2 separate regions of the Rattus norvegicus genome follow, and region 1 is linked to region 2. The links are chromatin contacts, called in public Hi-C maps. All regions are on one chromosome and are shown on one strand. Each heading gives the region's core, a stretch centred on a gene start, on an enhancer-like site or on the middle of the called end of the contact. The rest is flanking DNA. Distances are from core to core; before and after follow the strand shown. Region 1 holds the start of Spred1 (sprouty-related, EVH1 domain containing 1). Region 2 has its middle 110 kb from the start of Spred1.

Evidence for each region. A called contact is a pair of places that touch in the nucleus more often than the background predicts.
Region 1: a contact with region 2 is called in a Hi-C map of frontal cortex, with 2.7 times the contacts expected there. The contact joins the promoter of Spred1 here to the enhancer-like site in region 2. A contact is called at or near these places in 2 of 12 Hi-C or Micro-C datasets (frontal cortex and psoas muscle).

The regions. Positions count from the first base shown.
Region 1 is chr3:124,432,757-124,438,606 of GRCr8, forward strand. It overlaps Spred1 (sprouty-related, EVH1 domain containing 1), which reads left to right and starts at 4,474. Exons shown (of 7, transcript NM_001047089.2): 1 at 4,474-5,349. The coding sequence starts at 5,318.
Region 2 is chr3:124,325,736-124,331,254 of GRCr8, forward strand. No RefSeq gene overlaps it. Among named protein-coding and RNA genes, the nearest start is that of Spred1, 110 kb to the right of the region's middle. Within about 2 kb of position 2,511, at least 32 of the 93 cell types and tissues checked have an H3K27ac peak or open chromatin away from gene starts, as enhancers often do.

The DNA.
Region 1 (5,850 bases), core at 3,224-5,723, 110 kb after region 2:
CCCTCAAAGGCCCGTCTCTTAGGTGATTTTAGATCCTGTCAAGTTGGCAAGCAATGTGTTAACCAAATTTGGACTATTTACCTGCTTGAAACTTAGACTCCACTTATGACTTAGCTTTTCTGAAATGATCCCATCCTGGTCTCCCTTGACAATCGTGGGTTTGCTCCTCTCTCTTTGGCCCTTGGTGCTACCCATAATTATTCTAGTTTCCTTTCTATTGCTATGACAGACCTAACCAAAAGTCATCTAGGGAGAAAAGGGTTCATTTGACTTCCAGGTTACAGCCATCATCCCAGTGGTTTTCAATTTTCCTAATTGAACCTTTTAATATATACAGTTCCTCATGTTGTGGTGACCCCTGACAATACAATTATTTCATTGCTACTTTGTAACTCTAATTTTGTTATTGTAACCAGTATCTGATAACTGCAGTTTTGTTACTGTTATGTAAGTATCTTACATTCAGGCTGAGAACCACTGCACTACCTTGTAACTGGTTGGGTTTGTGGCTGTGGACAACTTTAAGAAGCCAAGGACAAAGTACAGAGAGCTTGCCAACTGTGGGAACCAACAATTGTGGCCAGTCTTCTTCCTTAGCCCCACCCTCAGAGAAAAACAACCATGCAAATACAAATGTCCCCTCCCTTGAAGAGCCAGAACCTAGTCTTAGAATCCCTCAGAAATAGCAACTGTCAGAGCTGGAACTTAAGATGTAACTATGATGTCTGTAGCTTCTCACATACATGGTACAGGAGAGGCTGGATTTTGTTGTGGTGTTTTTTTTTTTTTTTTTGTTGTTGTTGTTGTTGTTTGGTTGGTTTTGGCGCTGGCTAGAGCAGTGGTTTTAGTTAGGGATGTTTTAAGGAGACAGGATGTCAAAATGATTGCAAAGAAATCAGAAGACTGTGAAGGACTGAAACGGCATACTTCTGGAAAAGGAGACAACCACGATGACCCTCGAGGGGAGGGTCTCACTACTCACAGTGCTGGGGGTAGAGTCTGAGGTAAAGCACTTGCTTAGTTCACACAGATTCTGGGTTTCATCCTCAGCACTTTGTCAAAGAAGTACAAAAAGAGGCATCTACAGAAGATGAGGGGGAAGGACCTTTATAGTGGAAAATTTCAATATAAATAGTGAATACCTATAGCCAATACCAATATACCGATATACCTATAGCCAATCTTGTGTCTTCAATCTCTTCAGTCTTTTATTTTGAAGTAACTGGCACTGGCAGTTCAATTCTGGGAAAGGTCTGCAGGCCCCAGAGCCTGGTCTTCAAAGATGGTTCCTGGTGCAAGTCTGTGCACTTGCAGGCAGAATCTTGAGACAGATGGCCTGGGTAACGTTGGTGGTTGGTGTCCATTTTGGAGACTACTGCTTGAGGTAAAGCCATCTGACAATGGGCTGCAGATGCTACCAGGTAGATGAGGATGTCACTGGGCTATGCCATCAGACTTCCACTGAAGAAAGAGTTCTGCCAGCTCACCCACTTTCCCACCAAGACTAAGAGCAGGTTCTGAGGCTAGTGGAACTGTTCTCGGGCCCACACAGCAGCATACTGTCCTGGAGCTTGGGCTCCTGACTGAGGCTTAAAGAGCTTGTAGCAGCAGAGGTCTTCTTGCTCCACATCACTGGGACATACCTTTTATATTTTTATATTTCAAGACCCAACGCTAAGCTCTGGGTACCCTTGCAAGGTCATTTTTTGTTCCACAGTTAATAAAAAATACCTTAATGTATACTATATATTCTACTGGTTCTGGAACCCAGGCAGACTGTGAACTGGCAATGCTCCTACCTCAGCCTCTACGATAGCTGGAATTACAGGCCTGGCCCAGTCTGGTTTACATTGATTTAAACTTGAGTGGGCAATATATAATATTAAAAGTAAGTAAGGGGCTGAAGAGATGGCTCAGAGGTTAAGGGCACTGAGTGCTCTTCCAAAGGTCCTGAGTTCAATTCCCAGCAACAATAGGCATTAGGCATTAATTTTGGCTGTTGACCAGAGTCTCCCCCTCTGTGTGTGTGTGTGTGTGTGTGTGTGTGTGTGTGTGTGTGTGTGTGTACACAGCACATTGCTTGGTGTATGATAAACAAAGACAGTTTTCTCATCTTACCCAAAAGTCAGTTGTGATGACTTCTGGGCTATGCAGGAGCCTCAGACAGCTGTGTCTCCTCACAAGAGAAAGCTGCCTTTGCAAATGGCCAACTTTGTCCTTAATCACACTATGATGGTTATCATTGTTGATGGCTTACCGAGGGCCAGGCCATGTGTCTACTGGGGTACACAGAAGACGACAGATGGTTATTTGTTGAATCACTGAACAATGCTGAGTGCTTTACAATTAACCTTCACATGCCATCACTTTGACATGGGCTTTACAACTTCTGTTTTACAAAATTATAGCGAGAACCGGACATACTCTCACCTTGGAATTTGTTCTAAGTGCTTTATTTGTGTTGCCAGCCCATTAATCCACATGAAAGCTCTGTGAAATAGATACCATTAGCCCCATAAACTAGACGGAGTTTAAGTGACTTGCTTAAGATCAGTCTATGGGTGACTTAGACTTGACTTAAGCTCTCCTCTCCCACCTCAGTACTGGGGATTTAGCCCAGAATCTCATGCCTTTCCCCACCCCCAGACATCCCACTACAAGGCTAGACCTTTGGCTCCTTTTTCATTAAACATTTTTATTTTGAGACAGGGTCTTGCTAAGTTAAGGAAGTTAGCCTTGAACTGGCTGTGTAACCCAGGCAGATCTGGCTGTGTAACCCAGGCAGGCAGACCTTGAACTCACAACCCTTCTATCTCAGCCTCCACATTAGCTGGAATCATAGGCCTGTGACAGTCTGGCCCAGATTGATTTAAACCAGAGTGGGTAAAGCCAGTTAGTGGCAGTACAGTACCTGGAGAACAGACTAGCATCAACACTCTGGGGTTCAGATTCTGCACATCATAAGATCAAGTTCAAAATGGTAGGGGTAGAGATCTCTTCCCAGGCTCCGCTTACTCACTCCTCTTTCCCATCCCCACTTGCTCTAAAGATGAACAATCCTGCAGACGTGGCCGGAAGGCAGTTATATAAAGAAACCTCAGTGATCCAAGGAATGGGTTTTTGGTGCACGGCTGGCTGGGTTGGCGCCCTTATTCCTTCCTCAAACATACATTAGGCACTCTTATGTGCACAGTACTGTTAACACATTAGTGTGTACTCATTCCGAGAGCAGCAATTCTGAAGCTTCCTGGAAACCCGTGGCTGAGGAGTGATGGTTTCCTTAGGAGGCCCTCTCCACTTCTTCCCCTGGAACTGTTCTATCTCTCCTGGTGACTGGAGCGGCAAGCTTCCTTCCCTGGAGGTTAAGTAAACTTGAGAACAAAGTGAAAAGCCTAGCGAAGAACCGCCTGGGGAGACACCACAGCACCTTGGGAGCGCTAGGGAGAGTCAGTCCCCCAGGCCATCTTGTCTTTAGGCGACTTCGTAGATAGAGAAGAGATAATAGAATTTATAGAGCTAGGAGTTCCTAGCCCTCCGGTCACAAAGATCCCAGGCTTCAGCCCTCAACCTTAGAAGGTTCTTGTGCAAAAAAGACCTTTGGGGATGATTGCATACATTGTCCTCTGACAATGCAAACGTGACAGCTGCCTATCCAACAACCGTTCCGCCTCCGTTCACCAAAGTTCGTGCCACACAGGCTTCTCCTGCGCTATAGTTATGCAACCTCGCTCGCAGCGGGAGTTATTTCCTGTGCTGCTGGATGCGCCAGATTCACGTAACCCGCCTACCCCGGGCTTCAATGGAAGCCGTTCTCCATTAACAAGCACTCGAGCTTTCAGAGATGAATGCCCAGCCTTGCATGCTGTTTGCGCAGTGAGAATCGGGCTGCGAGGTATTGAAACCAACTCTTTCTACACACACACACACACACACACACACACACACACACACACACACACACACTACTCCTACCCTTGTGCAAGCAGCAAGGGGACTGCAGCAATGCAACATGAGGGACAGCAGGAGGAGCTCGCTTTGCAGTCCTGGCCTGTAACCCCCACTAAGAGATGAACTCATGCCAGTTCCATTCTTTGCAAGAAAAACACAACACACGCGCGCGCGTGCACGCGGACTGAACAGAACGGAGTGGCCTTCTGATTTCTTTCCCCAGCACACGGTGTGCTTGCCTGCTCGTCCGGGCAACCCGGATATTCCAGGCCGAGTAACGGGGAGTTGCGCGTCGCAACAATGCCAGTCCCGGAGCAGCTCGGCTCACAGCTCCCACCCCCGCCCCCTTTCCGCGGCGTGCCAAGAGTTTGGAGCGCGCGCACGCACACGCGCGCGATGCAGTGCAGCGACATATCCCTCCGCCACCCTCCTCGCCCCGCTCCCGCTGCCCGACGATTTGGGAAGCGAGGGGAGGAGGGAACTACTTTTCTGAAACTTGTTATGCTGCCCACGATCTAGAGCTGCAGTGATTCGACTGCGGGCCGCGGCTTTCAGGTCTCCCCCACCCCTCAGAGGCCCCGCGCCTCCGGCTCGCAGCCGTGCCCCACGTCCTCCCGCCTGCTCCCGCGCGAGCCCCGCCGCCCCAGAAATCGCGAGGGACTACTTCGCCTGCCTCTCCCGCGGGCGCCCCCGGTTCGAGCGGCGGAAGGAGCGGGCGGCGTGAGCGCTTCCGCCGCCCCCCTCGCGGCTCCCCTCTCGCGGGCGTGAGGAGCGGGCAGCGGAGCTGCGCTGGTCTCGGCCCTCCTCACCGCTGCTCGGCACTGTGCCCTCGGGCTCCGACACTCGCCTCGCGCCCTGTCTGCGGCCCCCAGCTGGAGCGCGTCTGAGGGAGCCCCTGAGGGCCGACCAGGCGCGCCGCGCGGGCAGCCGGCGGCCAGGCGGGAGATGGTGCGCGGCACCTCGGGACCGCGCCGCCTCCCGCAGCCAGCGCTCGGCTGCCCCCAGCCGGCTCCCGCCGCCCGCCCGTCGCCGCGCCCCTGAGAGCAGCACCGCCTTAGCCACCGACCGAGTTCCCTCAGCGCCCTCAGTCGCCCGCACCGTCTCGGCTTCGCACCCGACCTCGGCGCGGCGAACCGCTGGGGTCGCCACGGCCGCGCTCGCCGCCGCCGCCCCCCTGCGGGGGTGGCCGGGCTGCCCAGCTCGTAGGGCGCCGCTCCGGGTGAGGCGTCCACCATGGTGAGGCCCCCGAGCCGCTGCCCGCGCGCCCCGCCGGCCGTCGTCGCCCGCTGCCCCTCGGTGCCACCGCTGCCGCTGCTTCCCCGCCTGCTGTTGCTCCTCCATCTCCTGAGCGGATCACGGTGAGGGAAAGATGAGCGAGGAGACGGCGACTTCTGACAACGAGTAAGTGAGCCCTGGTCTGGTTGAGCCGGGTGGGCAGCCCCCTCCCCCAGCCCGTCCCGCCCGGGAGGTGATAGATGCCCGATGTGTCGGACCATTTTCTTTAATGGCAGCACCCCTTTCCATTCGTGCATTTTCGCCTCTCTGCTTGGGGAAGGGTATCGGCTGCAGTGCAGAGGCGGCGTAGCAGTCGGAGGTCTCCGAGACCGAGTAATAATGTGGGTAGCTCAAAGTGGAGTAGAAACTACCCTTTGCCTGCCCTTCACTCCGGCATCACCCCCCCTAAGCCCCCCAACACCTTGAACATCCAGCCACCCTGCCTTTACAGCTATTTCGCTCGGAAACTAATGTGTGGGAGCACCTCCAGCCGCAAACTGCTCTTGAATCCTAATTCGATGACTCAGTGACTCTTAAATACCGACTAAGCCTTCGCCCCCCGCCCCACTTTTTAAACTTATGACCTATACTAGTCTAGTAAAAAGATAGGGTTAGGGAAACATTTTA
Region 2 (5,519 bases), core at 1,261-3,760:
TTTGGTTATTAAGTCTTTAGCTCTCAGCGGGACCATTATCACTCCAAATATTACACACACACACACACACACACACACACACACACACACACACACACACACACACACCTTCCAAGCATGTACTAGATTATAGTAGATTGTAGGTTATAAACTACCATGTCCAGTTCTTGAACAGTGATTGCCAAACAATATGTTTGGAGTCCTTCCTTGAGAGATCAATGCTTGTTTTATTTAGTTCCAGTTCTTTTTTCTTTTTTCTATCTATCTGTCTATTCATTTATTTATCTTTTTATGTGTGTTTACCTAAGTGTATGTGTGTATGCTGACATGCATGTGGGCACACTTGCTTGTCTATGCATGTAGAGGCCCAGAGTTTGTATTGTGTGTTCTTCTGGATCACTTTCTACATTTTTCATTGAGGCAGAGTCTCTCAGTTGAACCCAGAGTTCACTGACCAGCCAGCTTCCCCAGGGATCCCTTGTTTTTTGCCATCCAATGCTGGGACTACAGGTGAGCCACCAAACCTATCCTCTTTCTCTGCAGGTTCTGGGGAGATGAACTCCAGTGCACATGGTTATGCAGCAAACACTTTAGTCATCTAGCCATCCCCCAGTCCCAAGTCCTAACTTTAATAAATGACATTTTATTATTAAAAAATTAAGTATATAAGCTTAAAATGGAAAATAAAATTATCTGTTAATATCACTTTATTTATCATCTAAATAAACTTTCTGAACTTATAACAGAACAAGGGTGAATCTGAAGAAATTATGTCTGAGGAAAGTATTCATCATTTGTTTTAATCATTTCCTAAGATGTTACTAAACCTGAGGTCATCCGATTTATACAGCAAGATAATCTCTTATTCTTCTGGAAGTCTTCAAAATACAGCCAGCATGTTTTTTGACTAGCTCCACTTCCTACGGTGGGGCTTAAACACCATGCCAACCTTCATTAGCTAAGATTTCCAGGGCTTGGGGTCACATGACAGTCTTGTAGAATAGATAGCCAGCGTTTCTTTGCTAAGTGCCACAGATGCTGATTTTTTTACAGAGAATTAAAAAGAAAAAGAAAAAACCCAACCACTCTCAAGGGGCTCCAAGTCACAGCACACACACACTATTATCAGCTCCATTCCCCAGGGAAGCCTGGGGAATCCCTCTTCCTTCATGACGGCTCTAGTTATTCCAGGATTTCAAGCTGAGCGAATAATATCCCCTCTAGCCTCCCAGGTTCTGACTGGTTGCTAGTTCCGAAACAGTTACTAACGATAACTTTTAATTCCACACTGGTTCATCATCAACTTAGATAATGAAAATTTATTTTTAATTCATCCCCCCCCACTTTTCATCACACCAATCTTCCAACATTTTCCATTACAAAAGAAAATAACACCGAGTACTAGAACCGCCCTTGACTACAGTGTGATTTTTTCCCCCCAGCAATGCACGTAGAACTTCGGCATCTTCTGCGAGCAGAGCAGCTATGTTGAGCTGCACCACAAGGCGTGGACCACACAGATATCCCCACATGGGTTACAGCACTCTCTTTCAAAACTGCTTTTATAGTAAATTTTTTGGTGTTTTTTTCTTTCTTTCTTTCTTTCTTTTTTTAGCTTGCCTTTGGACGCCACTTGAGGGGAAAACTGAATTCTACCTTTTCGGATCTTGTACATGTTCCTCATCTTGGACCTTACAAGCTATCTTTTTAATGATACGGAGCTGGTTTTAACCCTTTATATGACGTGGCTAGCCTCGGTTCACAGATATGTAGGCACAGACAAGCCAGTTTGGTTTCTCCTTTGTAAAATAGCAGGCATAACCAATCATTTAAAATAAACAAGTTCAACTGGCTCCCACTCTTAGACACAGAGAGCACATCTGAGTCAACTCCTCTTCCTCAGAAGCCTTATGTTAGTTTCCATGGGAAAACTGCAAAACTGCTCAAATGTGGGCATGTTATAATTAGAACCAAACGTGGGCTTTATGGGACCTGTCAGGATGTTTCTAGGAAGCCTGCTCAGTGTCGGCTTCCTGAGACATCCTTTCCCTACAACCATGACTCATCCCTACTTCTCCTAACTCACCCCCACTTGTTCTGGGATGGAAGGAGTCCCACACGCACCAAACCCAGATGAGAAAGCTAGTGTCCGGTCCATGAGCAAGAGCACCGGTCTAGGGCTTGTGGAAGTGGGGCAAAGGATTTTGCTTGGCACATTTGAGGTCAGCAGTATGGCGGGTGTGTATTTATCACACATGGTGACACTCATTTCTTTGGCAATCTAGCCCACTCGCTAATCCTCTCAAGCCCTTCCATTCCAACTTCTTTCTTCCTTTCATGAAAACACAGTACAAATTCTCTACAAAACAATGAATCTGCTCCTCAGGGGAATGTACAAGTCAGAAAAGCTTTTAAGAAGAAAAGAGGAGCCAAGGCCTTTGCATAAGCAGGCCAGCTGCATAGCCTCCAGAGAGGAGAGTGGGGAGACCGCTCCCGCTCCCTGCAGCCCTGGCCCCAAACCTCCTAGCTACCGCCTGTCTCCGCTGTCTTCCCACAACCCCAAACAGGCCAGCCCACACCTCAGGGACTGCACCCGTGTCATTTTCAGGAAACGAGATGTTCAGAGTCGATCCTGGCATTTCTGTGAACTCACAGAAATAATTCATTGACTCACAGAACCGAAAGAGATGATCTAGTCACTTTTATTTTTAAAATGATAAAAATGCAGCCAGAACAGTTCCTCTGACCTACCCAGGCTCGCTCAGCTGGGAGGCCTACTAGAAGCGGTCTCTCCTTTCCCCATATTCCACTGCGGTTTCCACCTGAGCTTGTAAAAGGCAATCCGAGGTAGATTTGCTGGTTTCTGCTCAGACATCTTCCTATTGTGTCTGGCAACACACTTCCAGTTTGTGTGAACTATTAGCTGAGCCAAAACTGATCCTAAAGATGCATGCCTAGTACTTGTTAAAACTAGAGCATCCTAGGCCTTTCCTGGTAAGGTTCTTGGATGCGGACTCTTAAAAAAGAATCCCTTAATCAGTTTCCCAAAATGAGTCTTCTGGTGAGGCTGGTTGGGGATTAAGATCATAAAGCAACACTGAGGAACAAAAGGCATCTTTGATGGCTGGGTACCCCAATGAGAATAGAAGAGACTTGCTGGGGACCAAGAATTTTGCCTCCTAGCTGCTTTTTTTTTTTAAAGTGGGTTAACCACCAGACCACACTTCCTCTCTTGAAGAAGCAAGGAATTAAAATCAAAGGTTTACTACTGGTTCATGCTGCCTGCTAACACTGCTTATTGCGACATGCTGTGACCCTATGCTCCATGGCTTGGAAACAGATGTGGGGAGGGAGCGGCCTGAAGGTCTGCGGGGTGGGGGAGGCAAGCAGGCAGCTGGCCAAGGGAAGAACTTCCTCTGCAGCTCAGCTTTCAGCAGGAGTGGAAGTTAGTCTAAATTGTTACCATGCAGATCTGGAATCATTTTTGCAATTGCCTGGCTCCAATTCCAGGTTTGCTCCATTCTGTAGCAAAAGAAAAAAAAGAAAAAAAAAAAAAACCTGAGAATTTGGTAATGAATGCTCCTGACCTGACCTTTGCCTCTGCCCTCCTCCGAATGTATATTATGAAGCTACAGGTTTAGCCCCCTCTCCCCACCCCCTCAACCCCCACCCCCCTCTCTCATGCACATGTTAAAGGAAGTACAGAAAAGATAAGCAATCTGACCAAGGTTACACTAATTTCAGTACTCCAGTTGTTTGATTAAAAGTGTAACCAGGCCATTCTCAACCGCACTTTCCAGGCTTCCTTTAATTGGTGCTCATCATCAGGCAACTGAAAAGAATGTTTGAGGCCACACACCCCACCTCCACACCCACCCACCCCCACACACACCCCACACATCCCCACCCCGTGCATATTATGAGTGTTTGATCTGCCCTCAGACATGTGACCTACTATGTCAAGGTTTATCAGAAATGCAAAGCTTTCGAATGTTACATATTGATTCTAGAAATCATTTTTTTTGTCACTGCTAGGCTTAGTCAGAAGCCCCATAAAGGTGGAACTGAAACTGTCACCTTGATTTTCAGTCAACACTGCAAATGTGGCTGTGCTGAGCTGCCTCGGCATGTAGATCCTGGATCCTAGGGCCTCGGGGGTATGGGGTTGCCAGACTTAGCAAACTAGATGAGGTGGCCAGTTCAACGGGAGCCGCAGACTTTACAAATGTGAATACAGATGTATTTCATGGGATACTTGAAAGGTCATCTATTGCTAATCTCAAGTTGAAACCAGGCAATGCAGCAAGGTCCTTCCCAAGAGCCTCAGGGTCTCCAAAATTCTTAGCAAAGATTAGCACAATGCAGTTGCTTCCCTCCAAAACATTTTCAGCATGGCTTCGAGGAGGAAGTAGACTGTCACAGCAGTCCTGTTACTCTGAAATAAGTGCTTTCACAGATAGTGCAAAGAGGTGTAGGGTCTGGAAGCAGTGAGAAAACAAACCAACATACCACGGCCAGGTTCACAGACTTGTTCACACCTGAGTTCGGCTTTAAGGATAAGAAATTCATTGTACAGAGAGCACAGGCCTAAAGGAGTGGCTGGAGTCTCCAACTAGGAAGCAGGGTTTGAGGATGAGAAGAGAAAAAAGGCTTAAGCGGGTAGCTAGCAGAAGCATGCATGCCGCACAGAGCTTGGTGGAAATAAAGTGCCAGCAAAGGTTTTGCAGCCGAGTGGCATGGCCACGTCTGGTTTTGAAAGAGAATTAGGCTGGCAGATTGGAGTGGGTAGGACTTGAAGGGAGGGAGACCAATTAAGAGGTTATCAAAATAGCCCAGACCAAAAAAAGATGAACTTATTTCCACTAAAGCAGAACCAGTAGAAGCACTGAAGGCAACAGCTAGAGTATGAAGGTGCTGGGAAGAGCTGTTAAGATCGTTTCTATGGGCGTGTCCAACAGCTATGCAGACAACTATGAGAACAAGTATTATGTGTGTAGTGTAGACTGTAGCATCTATCTCATTAGATGCCAAACTCTTTCAGGACAGGGGATACATTTTATTCATCCCGGCTATTACCAGTACCTAGCATACTTCCTGGAATAAATAGACACATTTGGAGCCCTGAATCAAATTTGAAACTCAGACCATGGCAAAATAATAAAGACAGTTTTCTTCTACATAAATCGATGAAAATACCAACAAATTAAGACCATAAATCCCAAAAGTAATACCCAATTAAGGAATGGCTGGAGCGTCTATTCTCAAGAAAAGAATACATCTCTGTAGAAGGAGTCACGGGTGTGGAAACTAGAGTTAGAGTAAAAAATGGGGAGGGGGTTTAGAGGGCATTTGGGGATCATAGCAATAATTTTGGAGAAGATGAATAGAGTTTATGAATATCTAATTTAAATGATCAAGATGAAGAGTAAAGCCAAGCAATATTAGCATTATGATTGACATAGGTGACATCAGTACCCAGTCTACAGTTATTAAAAGGGGAAATTGTTTAGCATCAGAAT